2 separate regions of the Rattus norvegicus genome follow, and region 2 is linked to region 1. The links are chromatin contacts, called in public Hi-C maps. All regions are on one chromosome and are shown on one strand. The core of a region is the stretch at or near the end of the contact, and the rest is flanking DNA. Distances in the headings are between cores, read along the strand shown.

Region 1 (4,217 bases), core at 1,274-3,773:
GACTACATGTGGTTAAGTTGAAAACTCATTCATTCCTCAGTCACACTAGTTAGGTCAGGGATGGACACAGGAAGGTCTAGTACATTTCCATAGGGCATGAGGTCTCTCACACAACACTGGTCTAAGCACTACAGCTTAGATTTAGTGCAGGGAGAAATTGAGGAACTGTGCTACGTTACATGAGGTAGAGGCTTATGCACTTCTATTAGTCTACTGGTTTGACCCACAGATCGAGGGTCGCATGATTTGCTCTAATATGTCAGGACCTTGATACCATCACAGCTAAGCCTGAATGTAAGTCTCATCTAACTTTGCACACAGCTCCTGCTAATCCAGGCTCCTCTGGCATTTGTGTCTTGGCCTCTGAATAGGCACTTGTAATGACTTACACAATACTCAGACAGAGCTGACACTGTCACACCAGGTGGGACAGCAGCAGCAGACTGGGCTGCCATGTTGGGGAGATTGGTCATTAGACAGGCAACACTGTTGACACAAAAGGGAATGAATGTCTCTGGGAATTTTTGTAGCAGCTTTATTGCTTGATTTTGCTTAAGCAACAATGGCCGAGTGGCACCATGAAGACTCTGAGGAAGTGACTGCCCATTGGCTGTGCCCACGAACACCCATGATGTCCATGTGCCTATTTGTTTGTAATCTGTGTAGCCTTACTGCACCTGTTACAAGCGTATCTCTGTACTGTCTAGGGCTGGCTTTCCCCATGTGTGCTAACCGGCATGCAACTTCTTGCTCAGAGCTTATGCTGAGGCAGGGCCTCATGCATGCCCTGTCCCATCAGCCCCTGGCAACAGGAAACTCCAAGTCTTCCCACACAGGTGGGGATAGAAACTGTGGCAACATAAGTCTCTCTCCATGGTGGAGAATCCTATGCTTATCCACTGTATTCTACTCAGTGTGTAGTGACAGATGATGTAATTAAACCAGTCACATGTGCTGGCGCTGGGTGAGTGTCATGTCTCACATCTGTGGTACCTGCTCAGAAGTATTTCACTTTGGTTTATTGTACATGTTTAACCCACTGTAACCTCCCCAGTCCCTTAAACTCTCATGTTAATCTGACTGCTGGAGTCACCTCTTGCCCAGGCTTTGGAAAGGCTCAGGTAAGAACTGTTTCCAGAGCATGGGTCCTCTGTGGCTGGGGACAGCCCTGAGAAGATGCCACAGCACAGGAAAGAGGAGGCACGTGTTTGTGACTGTTAGCACTGGGCAGTAGCCGTCAAGTGAGGGGTGGCTGTGCCAAGATCACTGGCCACTAGAACTTAGTTGTCCATATGATGCCAAGAGGACGTCATTGTGAACGTGACTCACTCATTCGTGCTGCAATCACATCCTAGTCCTGCCTCACCAGCTGGGCTTTTCTGTGGAAAGTGGCATTAAAGGTCTGTCTGCTTTCCCATGTTACTCCTGGGTTGTTTCCAGTGGAGTTAGACATGGCAGAGCTACAGGCAGCAGGGGGTGGTCCTGTAGCTTACATGAGCAGGAGGAAAGGGGAGTGGTCATTAAGGGATTCTGTGGAGTCCTTTCAGGGGAAGCTGTAGTTGTCTTATGTTTCTATCATGTCATATGTACTAAGAGCAGCTTCATACTTCCAGGTCCGCAGCACAGCAGTGCCTACCCTCAACTGTGCTGGAACACTTCTCACCACAGGTACACATACTGCTCCTAAAAAGCAGGGCAGCGGAGGGCAGCCTGTGAGCATCTAAACCCATCAGACTTCCAATTCACTTCCCGTCATTTACAGTCAGTTAAGTGTTCAAAAATAGAAACTGAAAAAGGGCTGCCTCTGCCCAACCTCACATTTTGGGAAATACTATCTAGGACAGATAATGAAACTATGCAAATTACCCCCAAGAACACTTGCACATGTCAGCTTCTCTCTCTCTCTCTCTCTCTCACACACACACACACACACACACACACACACTTTTAAAACATTTCAGATGAATCTTATGACAGTTCAGGGTAAAAATGGAGCCATTGGGGTTTGAAGATAGCTCATCCTTGCCTGGTAGCCATCGATGTCCTGAGCTAAAGTAACAGGCATGATCCTCACATTCCACTCACAGTTTAGGGCATGTCACCTCCCTTAGCTCAGCAGATAGGACTCCCCCCGCCCCCAGCAAGGGTGAGCAGGGGAGCCCCACTGACACACGCTATAACAGCGAATACTGTCATCCTGCTAGGGAGAAAGGCTGCGACCAGGAAGAGCTGTTGTAGCTAATTATCTCCAATGAAAACACCTTGGGAAGAGCCAAGAGCCCTGTGCTCAACACTATCAGCTCAGAGGAAAAGAAATCCCTTTTAAGGAGAACTTGTAACTTCAATGGGCTGCTCTTTTGCCAGGACTTTCAGACCCTCTGAACATAAGCCTAACCACAGATGGCTTCGAGTAAGTCTGGATCCTGACACCCGCCCTCCCCTCCCTGGGCTTCAGCACCAGTTGTTGGCCAAAAATAAACACCATTCCTCAACCATATATGTCCACCAGTCCTGATCTGGGGAGGAAGCAGGAGGCAGGTCAGACCCTTGCTGGGCACTCACGTGAGGCCACCACTCACCATGCACATAACCCAGCTCAATCGGGAGTGTCTGCTGCGCCTCTTCTCCTTCCTGGACAAGGACAGTCGGAAGAGTCTCTCCAGGACTTGCTCCCAGCTCCGAGATGTGTTTGAGGACCCCACCCTCTGGTCCCTGCTGCACTTCCATTCCCTCACAGAGCTCAAGAAAGACAACTTCCGGCTGAGCCCTGCACTGCGCAGCCTGTCCATCTGTTGGCATTCCAGCCGTGTGCAAGTGTGTAGCATCGAGGACTGGCTCAAGAGCGCCTTCCAGAGGAGCATCTGCAGCCAGCACGAGAACCTGGTTAATGATTTCCTCCTGCAGGTGTGCAACAGGTAGGCCACCTTGCCCCTGAGCAGTGTGGCTTTGCTGGCCTTGGCTCCAGGGGGACTGGGAAGCACACATTCCAAGAGCAAAATGGCTCTAATTGAGACCAAGGCAGACAACCAGTTCTAAGAGTTGGGTTAAATCGGCTTGCTCTCAGCTCCTGAAGATGCTTCTGTGGCAAAGGAAGTTCTGAGTTCAGCTAGCCCTGTCCTTGGAGCAGCTGTCTTCACTGGCAGCCATTAAGGCCTGGTTAGGTTCAGCTGAGCCTGAATTTTCAAGGTCAGGCCCCAGGAAAAGGCTCCCAGAGGCATCAGGTGGTGCAGGCCTCTAATTTGGCCAAAAATATACACCATTTCTCAACTAGGCCTGAGAGCTGCCGATGAGGAAGGAGAGCCAGGGTGCTCAGGTGAGCTGAACCAAAGCCTATTGCAGAGTAGCAGTGAGCATCTCCTCTGAGGGACACACTCATCTGGCATATTACCCATGGAGTATTTCAATAATACCCATGGAGTATTTCAATTGTCGGGGGCAAAAGGGATGCTCTGAGACATAGTGTGGTGCGCCCAGTTTAGGACTTCCAGATTTTAGCAGGTAAGACACACACCACCCAGTTAAATTTGAATTCGAGATAAAAAATTTTTAACTTAAGAATGCCCTGAAAACATCCCCTATTTGACCTTTTGGCCACCATCCTCATCCCCCTATCCCTTGCACAGGCTGAGCCACAAAATTGGTTGGTCTACCTTCCTGGGCAGGGCAGCTATAGCCAACATGGCTGTGCCAGGTGCTGAGGAGAAAGAGCTCTCTGCTAGCTAAGATGCTTGGGTGGTTGCCAGCTACTGCCATCTAGGGTTAGTAGTTAGGGTTGGCTGACCTCACCACAGGAAGAGGAGGTAATTACAGTGGCCTGCCTTTCACTTGTTCTCTTCTCAAGGTGGATTTGGGCTTGGCTCTGACTACACCAGGCCAGGCCATTTTGATGGGTTTCACTAGGCTCAAAATAATCAGACTGCAAGGTGATGGGTGGAGGAGAGGGAGCATCACAATCCCATATTGGTTGTAACCAATTCTTGATGGGAGGTAACCAGGTTTAATCCCTGAAACCAGCAAGATTTGATTTAAGATTACATCTGCTAAGCACCAGTCCCCAGCATCAGAGAAGGTGCAAAGGGCATTGGGTTTTCAGTTCTGATATTGTACAACTCACCCCAGACCAAATGCTTCAACACCCACCTCATACCTTTCTCTGGAAAATGAGAAAATGTATATCACAAAGTGAGATGAAGTGACAGTAATTTGAGAAAGGTAAA
Region 2 (4,217 bases), core at 696-3,195, 110 kb before region 1:
CATCCCAAGCTTCAGGGTAACACATGTACTCTGATGGCAGCTCTGTGCAAATGTCCATTGCAATGTCCCAGGACCAGAAGGTATTAAAATAAAATCAGCCGTAGTACTCAGAAGGCAAGATGTTCTAAATTATTCTTAATTTCTGTTTAGATGCCACTTTGTCTTCAACTAACTAGAGAAAAGAAAGCACAACAGTTTAAAAAGGAATTAATCTTCCTGTCAAATCCCCCACTAGACAATAAGAAAGGCAGCCATCTTGCTTATCTCACCTAATAATATTTGCTGGTGTGTGGCTGATGGTGTTCTATATGAGTGCCTGTGGAGTCATCACCGGGGGCTGCTAGTCTTTCTAAAGGGTTGGTGAATAACTGAGGAAGGCCTCCTGCTTTTCTAAGATGTCTTTGCCAACTCCCCTCTTGAGAGCCTAACACATTTTCTTTTACAAGCGGCTTCCAGAAAGCCAGCACCTTCCCATCTCCCACAGTTTGATTGGCAGAAGGAATTTGTGATCTCAAAAGTGATCCCCGGGGTCAGCCAGGAAGACAGGAACCTTCTCCCATTTCTCTGGCACAGAGGCCTGACCTTGAGCCAGAATGATCCACAGTCACTTGGAAACTAAGCTTCACACCAGAAGGGGGCAGTCGGTGTCCCTCCTTCCTGTACATGACCAGCACCTTCCAAAATATCTGCGAAACACTTTGATAGTAAACTGTTCAAATCCCGACACCCAGTTCATCTTCTACAGTACTGTAGGTTTGCCCTGATGTAAGAAACACCCACACCCACCCCATAACCAATATTGCAACTGGAAAAACCAATTTCAAATAGGCCAAGAGAATGTCCGTGGCCAGTTCCTCAAAGAGTAGCCCTGTCCACAAGGGCAGCTGCCAGAAGGAGCCCAGCTCACTTTGCTTGGCGCCCTCTGTGATCTTCCCACTGCCTCCAGCCGGCTGAGGTTACAGGAGTCTCTGAAAAAAGCAAGCACGATGTTTTTTTTTCCTAAACACAGAATAAAAATGCTTTTTACATCACCGTGCCAAATTACAAAATTGATCGGGCCTTGTGATCTTTGGATACACTTTAGAGGATGAAAAGCATAAAAATAGGAATTATATCTGTACGCATTTATAAATCCGGGGATGGAGCTCAGTGCTTGCCTAGCATGCATAAAGCTGTGGGTTGGATCCTCAACATACCTGTAATCCCAGTACATTTAGGAGACGGAGGCAGGAAGTCAGGATTTCAAGGTCATCATCAGCTGTCTAGCTAGGTTTAAACCAGCCTAGAATATGTGAGACCCTGAGACCCTGATAAATACAACAGAGAGAGAGAGAGAGAGAGAGAGAGAGAGAGAGAGAGAGAGAGAGAGAGAGAGAGAAAGGTGGGGAGGGGGTGTGTGTCTAAAAACAAAGATACATACAGAGATGCTCAGAGCTTACAACTGTGCTTACGGTTGCAGTTAAAGCGCGAGGCAGTCCAGACGACCTACTATGGGGCAGAAGCTGAGAAAACTGTGCTGTGGTCATACTGACACTGGACATGGTCAGCCCGAAGAACAGAGCTGGTGTCCAGCCTGTCAGATGAATAATGGAATGTTCGATGTTAAGTCAAATATTTCCTGACTTTTGGGCCAGGTTCTCTAGCTGGACAGCAGCCCTCAGGGGAAAGGGTCACTTATCAGGTGACACCACAGGTCAGGCCTACAGCACTGACTCTTTCCCATTACCCCAAGACTCAGAACAGGGTGGAGGTGGGGTAAGGGTTGGGGATGGGGGTGGGGGAGGAATGTAATTTACATAAGCCCCCAGGGAGAAGCTAACTCTTGGAAACTGAAGACAAGTCACGAAAATTTGTTATTTCCACCTGGGACCTCATCCAGGCTCCCGCATCTGTCTGTAGATCCTGCAGGTGACTCCGGAGTCCTTTGGCTAAAGAGAGTGTGACTAAGCTCTTTTTGGTATTTGTCACTAGGAAAAGTATGGAGTGCCAGCATTAAGCTGAATGAGTCCATGCCTTAGTGACAGCTTTGAAAACAAGACCAAGGAGGCTAGGAACACCAGGGACGAGACCAGGTGCACAGAACACCAAGGCACCACCCTGGAATACAACTGTCCCACACTTACATACTCGGGTGACGCTCAGGAAGGACTTCTGTTTCCTCCCATAAAAACTGAAGACAAGAATCCGCTCAACCCTCGGCACTTCAGAAAGCAAATAGGATACTTCCGCCTTGGAAATAACCACATAGTGTATAACTCGGGCATCTCTGCGTTTCTGCAAAAGGTCAAGGCCTACAAGGAACCAGGCCAGGGCCCAAGACTGTAAGCCCAGCTGCTACAAATGCTGAGACAGACAGATCTCCAATTCATGGCCTGCGGGGGCTACAGACTGAGTTCAAGGCCAACTGGGCAATTCAATACGATTTTCTATGTCAAAGTAAAACCCTAAAAGAGCTGGGCTCTGCGGTTAAACACTCACCTGACATGCACAAAGCCCTATGTTCTTTCTTTAGTGAGACACACCCACCCCCCCACCCACATGCACACATGTCTGTGCACATGTGCAACACATATGCCTGCACACAAGCACATACACGTATCTGTAAAGGATTTCTTGAACATTACCATGCCTTTTTACTTTCACCAATCAGCCACCAGAAGGGAAAAGAGTAATTAAGAATTCCTTTTCACTCTTTGCCACCAAAACATCCGTCTCATCTCAAAACCAAGTAAGTAAAAGAAACCCTTCCTGTTGGTGCTTAGGCAGGCCCGGTCCTTCCTCGGCCTCCTTTGCCTTCTCCTCAGTCCTCCAGACCGTTCCTGATCCAGCAAGGACAGCAAGTGCTGGCCGAGCAGTGACTAGAATCCCACCTGGCCGCGTATTAAATATTTTTAAGCCTCGGATTGACGAGATTCTGAAGACACATAAAAGGGGACCACATGTTGGAATGAGGCAAAAGACAAAAGGGTAGAGATTCTATGGTTTAACAGAGAAACAGGGCAGAGCTTGACGTAGTAACTAAAAGGTATGGCAATAGGAAAAGCTTATGTTTGCATAAACAAGGAGTTCCCGAGAATTCAGAGTCTAAATATTTGGTAAATCAGTGGATGGGAAATTCGACTCCATTGCCAGTGGCCCGCTCAGCCGTCATTTCTCCTGTCTCTTAAAGGCAAGCAGCATTTCAGTCACACCCCTGCTTTCGTGATAACTGGATGCTCTGGGGGAAGGTTGAGTCCTGGGTTGTCCGCTGGCCAGGGTGTGAATGCAGAGTCCTAAAACCAGGTGTGGAGTTCCCTTCTTGCCATGCAGTCACAGTATGGTATCGTCGGTGAGGTGGAAGGGGACGTCAGCTGGGAGGACCTAACAATATTCTGCTTGTTCACAGGAAGGAACAATGGTGAGGCTGAAGAGATGGTTCAGAGAGTAAGAGCACTTGCTCTTCCAGGAGACCAGGGTTCAATTCCCAGCACCCATTTGTCACGCCAATTCCAGGAGACCGATCATCTTCTGGTTTTCATGGGTACTGCATGCATATGCTACACAGTCATAGGTAAAGACCAAACATAAGATAAAAATAAAGAAGCAAGGGATAATGGCAGAAATGTCTTTGTTTTCTTTACTTTTTAATTTTTATTTTTTTCTTTGTTTTCTTTAAAGATGTCTGGTTTCAAACTAAAACAGACCCAAAGTGAAGATGGCAAATATCTTTAATTCCAGCACTGGGGAGGCAGACACAGGAAGACCCCTGAATTTGGAGCAGGTGTGGTGTACATAATGGATTACAGGCCAGCAAGAGCTATGTAGTAAGACCCTATCTCAATAAACCAAACAAACAAACAAACAAACAAACAAAAAAAACAAAGCAAACATCTTTTAGACAGAAAAAAAGTTAAGAGAATCTCAAAGAACTCAAACCTTAGTCACGGCCTCTTCAGTCATCAAACTGACCAACCTTGGATGGTGAACCTTGCCACTGGTCAGATCATCACCCCCTTCAGTAAGATCTTCTGGGATCTGCACAGTCCACCAACACAAGCTGCACCCATGGCCATGGTTCTGTAACATTGGCAAATGGCACATAGTGCTTGCAGAAGGGATGGCTGAATGGGAAACAACCTTGATGGTTCTAAGGTTTTGGGTGTTAGCATTTTCTGTAGATTTAAAAAAATAATCCAAGCAATAAATGGTGTTTTAGGTGGTATGGCTCCAGGGCACTA

What was found. Hi-C and Micro-C count contacts between places; a contact is called where the count stands out from the background.
Region 2: a contact with region 1 is called in a Hi-C map of liver, with 2.6 times the contacts expected there. The contact joins the enhancer-like site here to the promoter of Fbxl22 in region 1. A contact is called at or near these places in 3 of 12 Hi-C or Micro-C datasets (liver, prefrontal cortex and psoas muscle).

Annotation. Positions count from the first base shown.
Region 1 is chr8:75,970,020-75,974,236 of GRCr8, reverse strand. Fbxl22 (F-box and leucine-rich repeat protein 22) reads left to right here and starts at 2,523. Exons shown (of 2, transcript NM_001108769.1): 1 at 2,523-2,915. The coding sequence starts at 2,581. It also overlaps a transcript of Usp3 not described here.
Region 2 is chr8:76,082,944-76,087,160 of GRCr8, reverse strand. No RefSeq gene overlaps it. Among named protein-coding and RNA genes, the nearest start is that of Usp3, 36 kb to the right of the region's middle. Within about 2 kb of position 1,945, at least 1 of the 93 cell types and tissues checked has an H3K27ac peak or open chromatin away from gene starts, as enhancers often do. A contact at or near this core is called in liver, where this site is marked.